Linked DNA regions of Mus musculus: all the other regions are linked to region 3. The links are chromatin contacts, called in public ChIA-PET maps. All regions are on one chromosome and are shown on one strand. Each heading gives the region's core, a stretch centred on a gene start, on an enhancer-like site or on the middle of the called end of the contact. The rest is flanking DNA. Distances are from core to core; before and after follow the strand shown. Region 1 has its middle 24 kb from the start of Zfp217. Region 2 holds the start of Zfp217 (zinc finger protein 217). Region 3 has its middle 20 kb from the start of A630075F10Rik.

Region 1 (3,446 bases), core at 555-3,054, 100 kb before region 3:
TAGCCTAAAACTATGTTTCAAGAATAAATGAGACCTGACACCTGGGTTTGGCTCTGCTTACAACTATAATTCCATTTCCAGGGTTCTGATTTTCCTTGGCCTCCTCCCCAGGCACTAAGAGTGTACATGGTACATGAAGGCAAAATACCCACACAGATAAAATAAAAATAATCTTTTAAAGAATACATATTAAGAGGGTGGCAAGATGGCTCAGCTGTTAAGAGCACTGACTGCTTTTCCAAAGGTCCTGAGTTCAAATCCCAGCAACCACATGGTGGCTCACAACCACCCGTAATGAGATCTGATACCCTCTTCAGGTGTGTCTGAAGTCAGCTACAGTGTACTTATGTATAATAATAAATAAATCTTTGGGCCGGAGTGAGCAGAATTAACCGGAGCGAGCAGAGGTACCTAAAGTTCAATTCCAACAACCACATGAAAGCTCACAAGCATCTGTATGGTTACAATGTACTTACATACATAAAATAAATAAATCTTAAAAATAAAAAGAATGCATATTAACGGCTGGGTGTGTTGGTACACATCTCTAATTCCAGCTCACCAGAGGCAGGGCTAGTAGGATCTCTGTGAGTTGCTAGTCTACCTAGCAAGTTCTAGGCAGCCAGGACTACATAGAGGTACTCTGTCTCAAAAAGCAAAATATATAAATAAATAATGTTAGGGAAGTACCTGAATTGGTAGGGTGATTGCTCAGCACATGAGACACTGGGCTCCACTCCTTCAATGATAATAACTTGTAATTCAAGACATGAAGGCTAGGAGTTCAAAGTCTGCCTCAGCTACAAAGCAAATTATAGCTGGCAGCCTGGACTTCCATGATAGCTTGTCTCAAATATATAATTTATATACCCACTATATGTGTGTGTGTGTATTTTGGATATATATATATATATATATATATATATATATATATATATATATATATGCGTGTGTGTGTTTGGATATATATGTGTGTGTGTGTTTATCTATAAATATTGATATATTTGTTTTATTTATATACCCACTATATGTGTGTGTGTATTTTGGAGATATATTTGGCTATATATATATAGCCAAAAACAGTCTCCTCGTTTAAGAAAAGAGTCAGGATGAAGCTGTTTCAAGCAAAAAACCAGCTCTCTCACATTTCTTCCTGACACAAACATTTGTTGACAGGCTTTTGGTCACTAAGCTAGCCTGAGTTCAGAACTGAGAAAAGGATCAAGAAATCAGTACTCCCTAGCCAAACACACTCTCATTTGTAACCCATTTCTGGCCAAATTCTGTAAGGCTGGGGCTTGTATGTAAGGCTTCCTAGGAACACGGGCCAGCCTATCTGGGGACCACGCCCATTTACAGTTCCACATGAAACCTGGAGGCCGGCCAGGGCTATGGCCAAATAGTTACTGCACCAGAATTAGTTAATCACAGGCCCCGGGGGAGATAGAGAGAACCCCCTCCACATGGACTAGCAGGGTATGGGGAGGTTCTGAGCTTCTGTCTTGGACACCCCAAGACCCTCAGCTATGTCCACTCTGCCCAAACTCCCCAGACCTCAGCAAATCGGGATAGCCTATCCGGGTTTAGGCCACAGACTGCTTTAGGCAGAGGTAGGAGAGAGAGAAAGAGAGAGAGAGAGAGAGAGAGAGAGAGAGAGAGAGAGAGAGAGAGAGAGAGAGAGAGAGAGATGGTGCAAGCAGGTTTCGAAATCTTGATGATTTCATGAACCAGTCAGTGTCTCCTTGCAGAAAAGCGCCGCGATTGGCGTCGGAGAATAACCGGCTTTGGGAAGCTTTCTAACTATCCAGGAGCCGCTGAAGCGGCCAGGCATCCCGGTCTGCCTGTTTCCATCCTCCAGAGGGAGTTCATTCACCTGATAACAAGGCTCGCAGAAAATAAACTGTCACACACTCGCTGCTTCTCACTTCCTGTTCTCTCTGGCAAACGCCCGAGGTTGTCCTCCTCGCTTCTGTTTCCTGTTTGGCTTTTCCATTGTATTCATTTAGATTTCTAGTCTTAAGAGTTATTCACTAAGCTGTCTTTTCAGCTGGCATAGGTGAATTGTTCGTAATAATGCGTTGCATTATGGCCTTTTTGGACATGTATATGATGAATATGGTACTCCACCCCTCCCCCACCTTCCAAAATGCCCCCCCCTTTACTTTTTTTTTTTTTTTTTTTTTTATCTTTGTGTGTGTGTGTGTGTGTGTGTGTGTATCCCTGGCTGTTGTGGAACTCACTCTGTAGACCAGGCTGGCTGCCTGTTTCTGCCTGCCAAGTGCTGGGATTAAAGGCACGAACAAGTATCCCCCTTTTATTTTTAAAATGGCCATTCTATCTTGCGCATTACCCAATGAGTTTAATTAGGGTTGTTTTCAGGAGTGTAGGTGGGAGAGGTGTTTGAGCATCTTAAACTAGTCAACATTTAAAAGTCGACCTTCTCTTCAAGAAACTGGTGTCTTTAACCTCAAAAGGAGAGTAGCTGTAGTCACTAGAATGGCATTCTGTATGTTTCTGTAGCGTATGAACTACATAAATAAAACTAGTTCAAATGTTACCTTGAAATCATTGGGACATGGTACCTATTTATTTATTTATTTTAATTTAATAACTTTAGTTTTGTGGCGAACGAAGCTGAGTACCATGTGGCTGAGTCACATCCCCCCCCCCCTCCAGCGCTCATTTCAATTTTAAAACTTCCTTAAATATCCCTTAACCAATGAGAAGGCAGTATCAAGGTACAAAGTTGTGGAAAACGCATCAAGGAGACCCATTACTTTCTTTGCTAATCCAGAAAGATTAATCTTAAAAAATGTAAAAAAAAAAAAAATTAGGAAAAATCCTGCCCCTTTTGTCTCTCCATATAAACAATCCTACATAAACAGTCCAAAAGCTGACACAGACGACGCCCATTGTCCCTGCTAGTGTGGTTAAAAGTAGCGTCGGCGCGATAAACCCAGTGATTCAGACGTGGAGAATATTGGTAATGTTGTAGGTATGCAAATAGAAATTAGTCGGGTCCCAGGAAGACTCTGTAATTCTAAATTCTGTAAATAAAGTTAAAATCGAGAGCGTATCTGAGGTTACCCGGAATCTATTTGCATACAGGCTTATCTTGTTTTTTTAGGCAGAAGAAGAAGGGTGGGGAGGGGAGGAGGAAGAAGGAAAAAAAAAAAATCCCAATTTTCACCACATGTTCTCAAAATATGTCGCCTAAGACGACACCGGGTCGCAGGCCTAAGTGCTGACTATAGAGAACCCAAATGCACGAAAACGGTCTCCGTGGAAGCAGCAACCATGCCGCTGGCCTCGGGTCATCTTACTGAGAAAATTGCACAACCACACTTTATGTCCGTAGGGACTGCCGGGTTGGGTCGGGACTGATTCCATTCCCACTCGGGGTTCAGAAGTGGGCTTTGCCCCTGTGTAGGGCCAAGGTCGCAGAG
Region 2 (3,213 bases), core at 453-2,952, 80 kb before region 3:
GCTATTGTGTTTACAGTATTCAAGGCTTCAGAGTGCAAAGGTTATCCATTAACATGGGGACTGAAGCTCAACCTCTATCCACTTTACTTGGTCATAGTTTTCTTTGTTTTATAGCAAAGCTCCCCTCCCTCGTTTTTTTTTTTTTTTTTTAATTTGGGGGGGTCAAAGTTAAATGAAGTCTTCTGCTTATGAATGCTTGCTGAGCTGTTGCGTTTTGATCGTGAATATTTATAAGGCTTTAACCTTATAAATATTATAGTTTATGATATTTATAGGGTAAATATAATACTTTAGAGAAAGATATTAATCTGTGGTGAGAAAAGGAACCCTAGTACTAAAAATGATCAATATCTTCTGGGCTTGGATGAGAATCAGGGCTGGCTTAAGGATCTACTTCCAGCGATGCTAATTAATTGTGAGTAAGTAATTGATTCACTTCCTTTGAAAAAAAAGACTAACGAGACCATATGTGGGTTGGTAGTTCTATGTAAAATGACAGCAAAAACATTCTACAAGGCAGGTTCTTGCCCCTTGCTAAGCTGTCTTCTTGAATTCTTCTTCCTATTTATTAAGGACTGCGTTGCTTACCAGTTCCGGTCGGTTCTTTTTTGTCCCGTTCCCCCCCAACCCCCACGCTTCTTTTTGATTTAGGAAATGGGTATGTATGCTTTTCTTGATGTTTTCCCACTTTTTGATACACCGAGGGCCAGCTTGAAAAAGAAACAAACAAGTTGACTGTTCGGTGTTAAGCAATAAATCTATTTTACATTTGAGTTCATTTGCATTTTGGAGCAGAAAAATTATTGGATGTGATTGTGGCCGCCATAGTTCCTCCCTGGGGCTTGCTTAAAACGGGACATCAGTCCCAGGCCTTTGGAGTCAAACCTTTTCCTGTCTTATCTTCTTTCATCTTTAATACGAGTCAGGAACAAAACAGAAGGGAAACGCTTTAAGTGAGATGGGCATAAAGAAGTGTGTGGTTTTTGTTTTTGAGCACACTTTTAAGCCTAGTTTCACTCAAATGAATTTCTCTGCAAACTAAGATTTATTAGGTACCAAGTCCAAATTCAGATATGAAACTATAATAGAAACACAAGCCCAGGGTGTTAAGGAAGAAATAAAAAGGCTTTTTGAAGATAACAATTTAAGAGAAAATTTATTCTTTTTAGGTCTCGGACCTTCCTCACATTGACTCTCTGAAAGTGTTAACCTTCACAACACCTCAGAACACCGCTATCCTGTGAGCTCCCGAAGCCAGTGGCAAGGTTGGTTTATTTTTAAATTTTTATTATTATTATTGTTGTTGTTCGTGATTCTGGGCGACCGGGGAGTTGGGCAACCGGCCCCTCCCCTCCTCTTCCCTCCCCTCCCGGGGCGCACCTTGCAAGGGAGGGGGAGGCGGCGAGGGAGGACTGGCTGTGCGCCTGCGTGCTGCGTTTGCAGCCCCCCCCTCCATCCCCAGAATACCTGTCACTGGAACCGCCCGGGCGCGAGCGCGCCACGTTAGGCCGGATGGCGGGACACGGCGCGGGGCGCGCGTGCGCGGGAGCCCACGGGGTGGGAGTGGGGTGCGCGCGCCGCTCCGCGGGGCTCGCGCCTCGGGGGGTCCGAGGGGGGCGTGGCCCGCAGCGGTGGGCGGGTCGGGGACGCGCTTGCGCACACGCGCGGTCACAGAGGGGGCGTGGCCGGGGGCGGGGCGTCAGGCGGCGCGGCCGGGGGGGAGGGCGCAACAGCTGCTGCGAGCACTTTCTGCCCCAACAGTCCCCCCGCCGGACGCCGGCCGCCCGCCCGCCCGCGCAGGGACCCCGCGCCTGCACTGTCCCCGCGCGGACGAGTAGGGGGCGCCCGCGCCGCTCCCTCGCCCCGCGCCGGAGGTGAGCCCGGCCCCCCGGAGCCTCTGTGGGGGTGGGGGTCCCGGCGCCCGCGGCCGTGGGAGGCGGGCATGGCGCGGCCCCGTCCCGGTCCCCGCGCCGTCGGGGCTAGCGGCAGACGCACAAAGGCCGCGCCGCCTCTGCCGCTCCTTCAGCCCCGCGGCTGGGCGGTGCAGCCGGACGGCCGCAGGTAAAGGGGCGCCGGGGCCGCGTCCCCACGGCTGCGGCCGCGCGTGGGGCTGGGAGGGACGGCCGAGACAATGGCCTGCCCGGCGCGGCGTGGCCGTCGGGGGTCCGGGCCCCTGCGGGAGCTGCGTCCTGCCAACCAAGGAAGGTGTTCGGTTTCACTCCCAAACTTAGAACGTCCCGCAAACTCCCGTGGGAAGTTCGTGCGGGTTGGCGGGAGGCGGCACCGCACATCCGAGGGCGCCGCCCCGTGCGCCTCAGTTTAGCCTCAACGCGAGCGGGCGCGCAGTGAAGGGCGCCCCCGCCTCAGACCCTCGGCGCACGGGAAGCGCATTCTTGGGCGGGGAGGGTGGGGGTGGGGACAGCGGGCGGGGATTTTTCCCGAAAGGTTTGCTTCCTGAAGTGAGCCGAAGTCCCGGGGGCCCACTTCTGGGACCCCCAGTGGGGGCCGGTCCGCACTCACACAGTAGTAGAAACTTTTAAACTTTTTATTGTTTGGGTCGGGGGCTCGGGGTGGTCGTTCCCAACCTTAAGGGCTGTGTCCTGTGAGCCTTAGTTTCTTTCTCTGAGAAACAGGCATTCCTGAGCATGCGTTGATTAAGGGGCACCAGCTTGGGGTCCAGGGCTGTAGGGCACCATGTGTACCCCAGGATCCCGTGGCCAGTTTCCTGGTTTGGGATGGGTTGGAGCCATTAAGTTGTATGTTTTAAGAGGCCTAGGTCTGATTTAGTTCAGGTTGATTCAATTATGTCTTCATCCCTTTTGAGGTGGTTGAATAACTTGACATGAGATTAAGGCCAACAAAAGAGGAGGCAGGGTAGCCACAGCTGCTGGCCATGCCTGGCAACTAGGTAGGGGCCTCAGGGGGCCTTTCACCTCTCTTTGTAAGAGAAAAACGTCCACAGCCTTCTTGACTACTTTTCCCAGAGTAAATCGACCACCTTGGTACCAAATTGGATATCAGATGTTAAGTTTTTGTTTCGAGAAGGATTAGTAACAGGTCTAGTTTCAAAAAAAAAATTTTTTTTTTTTTTTTGTAGTGACAAGTGCAGAGAACTAACCTTACTGCTTTCTGTCTGGGGAGTGTATCTATCAGACCACTAGTTGGTGCTTAGTTACTGTGCTGAGAACTTTTAAGGTGTGTCCTTACTGGTAG
Region 3 (3,342 bases), core at 61-2,560:
AATAGTCAATGCTTTAACTACCATCTCTCCAGCCCCTAATATCTGCTTTTATGTGAGGATGGAGAGCCGGCGCCTTCCTAAGCTGGTCATTATCCAATGAGTGATGCCCCTCATCCTGACTTTAAGGCAGGAGGCTCTGGACATCTCTTCCTCCCTCTCTCCATAGAGCCATCACACCATGAGGCATTTTAACTAGATCTCCTTGATTATCAGTGCGAGCGAGGAGGGGCTGGTCTGAGGGACCCCAGGTGAGTCAGGAGAGAGGGACCATTTAATTTGTTGCTGTTCCCATCCATCAGGGCCCGGCCATCAATTTCACCACATGTTTCAGAATGCATGTTATTGACAATGTGTTCGTGGAGAAAAATGGAGTTTGCTGGCAACGCTGTTCCATTTTCTGAAGATTAAACTGTTCATTGTGCAGGCCGCCATCTGCCCTCCCTGGAAGGAAGCTTTCGTTGTTGGCAGAGGCATCTGAAAGCCAGACGACAAAGTAAAATCTCTTTCTTGTTGTTGCTGCACTTAACTAAAGGCAAATTTTCCCACCCATTCATCCACTCATCCATTCATTCACAGGTCCATTCATTTATCCATCCATCCATCCATTCACTCATTTGCCCATTCACTGAATGCCCTGCTCATTCACTGCCCAGGCACCAAGCATTACCCTGTGGCATACTTAAGAATAAAGCCATCTAGCGTTCAAAGAACGGGACCCTGTGGAGGGACATCATGTGTATTGTGTCTGGTATGATCTCACGACCTCCATTCATTCACCAGACCCTCGAAGGACTGACATTCCTAACTCCACACTTAATCTGTGTGATAGTTTGGGTTTACCGGAAGACATGACTCTTCCCTTTAAGATGCTTAGAGTCGACGGGGTTACTAAACTGCACACATTAAACGACAACTCAATAGCGAGGTGTGGTGGCACACACCGTGGATCCCAGGGCTCAGGAGGCAGAAGCAGGAGGATTTCGGTGAGTTGAGACCAGCCTGTTTACATAGTGAATTACAAGACAGCCGGGGCTATGTAGAGAAACCCTGTCTCGAAAAAAACAAAACAAAACAAAGAAGACAAAAGCATAAAACATGCCTTGAGAAACACAGCCAGAGCAAGGCAGGCAGCTTCGTGTACCCACCACAGGCTTCTTTGTTCTGTACTCTCTAGCTGTAAACATGGGCGTTGATCTCTTCATTCTGTGGGTGAACCCCCGAGGTTCAGGGAGCTTGAAGGACACAAGCCCCTTATCAACTCTGAGTTTGATCCCTGGGCCACATCAAGCAGGCCTCAGGGAGGCAGAGCCCAGAGTAGCACGTGTCCTGAGAACTTCCTGCTGTTGTGGGGTTTTGCTCTGCCTGTTCCTCTTGCAACCCTCCTAATCTATGAGCTCCATGAAAGCTCTAAAGGGGGCTTCCAGCCCCTCACCTGTCCTTAAAACAATAGTGCTTGATCTTTCCCAAGCCTTGCTGCTGAGTCAGATGAACGACTCCACCCTCAGAAAGGCCTTAAGGGCACAGATAGTTAAGTGTCCATCACCCTTAGAAAGAACTTGGAGAGGTAGATCGGTAGTAAAGACGGGGTAAAGTGTTTCTGCTAGTGGCTTTGATGTAGAAAGTCTTGAACAATTTAGAGTTCAGAAGGCACACTTTTGATTACTGAGCGAAGATGTTTTTAAGGTCAAGGGACAAGAACAACAGCAGCCCGAGTGGAACTAGCTGAGGTGCCTCTTTCTTGCTGAAGCTGGACGAGTGATCAAAGTGGTGATTTATTTCTTGTACCCATTTTTGCCCTCAGCTTCCTGATATGACTTAATAAAAATTGTTAATGAGTAAGTGTGCACCCTGAGGATTCAGAGGAGAAATGACTGTTTATATATATATATATATATATATATATATATATATATATGTAAAAGTTTAGATTTGTGATTCTTTTAAGATTTTCTTTATAAGATTACTTTTTAAGATAAATAATGACATAATTGATCCCTTCTTTGTAACTGCAAATTGCCACCTGCCAGTAAGAGGAGCTGGTTGAGAAAATGATCTCAGTTGCTTATATTTTGTTAATCTATAACAAGTTGCTTAGTTATGGATGTATGTGGGTTCATGGGGATAATTCATGTGTGTGTGTACATGTGTGTGTATGTGTGTGTGCATGTGTATGTGTATGTATGTGTGTGTGTATATATGTGTGTGTATGTGTGTGTGCATGTGTGTGTATGTGTGTGCATGTGTTTGTGTGTGTGCGTGTGTGCATGTGTGTGTATGTGTGTGTGTTTGTGTATGTGTGTGTATGTGTGTATATGTGTGTGTATGTGTGTATGTGTGTGTGTATGTGTGTGTGTGTATGTGTGTGTGTATGTGTGTATGTTATGTGTATGTATGTGTGTATGTGCCCATGTGTGTGTGTTTACCTGTACTACAGAGTATTTATTCATGCGAGGGTATTGGGGAACATGTTTTTTTTCTTTCTTTCTTATGTACACTGTAATCATTCACTTAAAGAAAAGAAAAAGAGTGTAACCACATTGTGACCCCTGTACTGCCTGAGAGAGCTTGTTGGGATATATAAGCTGTGGGGGAAAAATAAAGTTGGTGGAGCCTGCTCATTGAAACTCTGCTCCATCCACATGCTCCCCCCAGCACGCTGTCTGCCTTGTCTCGCCATGCGAGTCGCATTGGAAGCCGCTCTAGTCCCTTCACCCTGGACGAAGGCCCTCCTGTTTCATCACACAGCTTCAGCTGCTTACATTGTCTTGTGAGTGTGTCATGGGCATTTTTCTTAACAGTCAATTGACGTAGGAGGGCCCCACCTACTGTGTGTGGTCTCTGCTCCCCCCACCCCACCCGTTAGACAGGGGCTCCAGGTTGTATAAGAAATCAAGCTCCTAAGCAGCACTCCTCCATGTTCCCTGCCTCTGCTCCTGCTTGAGTTCCTGTCCTGACTTCTCGGTAATGAATTACAACCTGGAAACAGAAGCCAGGTGAGCCCTTTCCTCCCCAGCTTGCTTTTGCTCATGGTCTTTCATCACAGCAATGGGAAAGCAAACAGGAACATAGGTCATCTTTTGGGAGTCAGTTCTCTCCTTTCACTGTGTGAACTCCAGGGCTTGAACTCAGGTAGTTGGGCTTGGCAGCAAGCTCCTGTACTCACTGAACCCTCTAGGCAGCCTTTAACCAGCTATTTTAATTCTAGACAATTATGAATGGAGAACAAGGAAATCACACTCCATCCTAAAGAAGACCCCTGTCACTGAGGCCTCTGTGACTGTATGCACCGTGTCAAATCATGAGGCTGAGGGCTGCTCATCTTCTAGAACATTCCTCACAAAT

Evidence for each region. ChIA-PET counts read pairs in DNA pulled down with a chosen protein or histone mark.
Region 1: an RNA polymerase II ChIA-PET map of memory CD8 T cells shows a contact between it and region 3, with 47 read pairs. The contact joins two enhancer-like sites. A contact is called at or near these places in 1 of 39 promoter capture datasets (pre-B cells), 2 of 115 datasets of contacts at active chromatin or transcription factors (embryonic stem cells and memory CD8 T cells) and 1 of 9 other capture datasets (adipose tissue).
Region 2: an RNA polymerase II ChIA-PET map of memory CD8 T cells shows a contact between it and region 3, with 80 read pairs. The contact joins the promoter of Zfp217 here to the enhancer-like site in region 3. A contact is called at or near these places in 1 of 39 promoter capture datasets (pre-B cells), 1 of 115 datasets of contacts at active chromatin or transcription factors (memory CD8 T cells) and 1 of 9 other capture datasets (adipose tissue).

Annotation. Positions count from the first base shown.
Region 1 is chr2:170,153,584-170,157,029 of GRCm38.p6, reverse strand. No RefSeq gene overlaps it. Among named protein-coding and RNA genes, the nearest start is that of Zfp217, 24 kb to the right of the region's middle. Within about 2 kb of position 1,804, at least 201 of the 459 cell types and tissues checked have an H3K27ac peak or open chromatin away from gene starts, as enhancers often do. A contact at or near this core is called in memory CD8 T cells, where this site is marked.
Region 2 is chr2:170,129,709-170,132,921 of GRCm38.p6, reverse strand. Zfp217 (zinc finger protein 217) reads left to right here and starts at 1,702. Exons shown (of 6, transcript NM_001033299.3): 1 at 1,702-1,874.
Region 3 is chr2:170,048,754-170,052,095 of GRCm38.p6, reverse strand. It overlaps a transcript of Tshz2 not described here. Among named protein-coding and RNA genes, the nearest start is that of A630075F10Rik, 20 kb to the left of the region's middle. Within about 2 kb of position 1,310, at least 9 of the 459 cell types and tissues checked have an H3K27ac peak or open chromatin away from gene starts, as enhancers often do. A contact at or near this core is called in memory CD8 T cells, where this site is marked.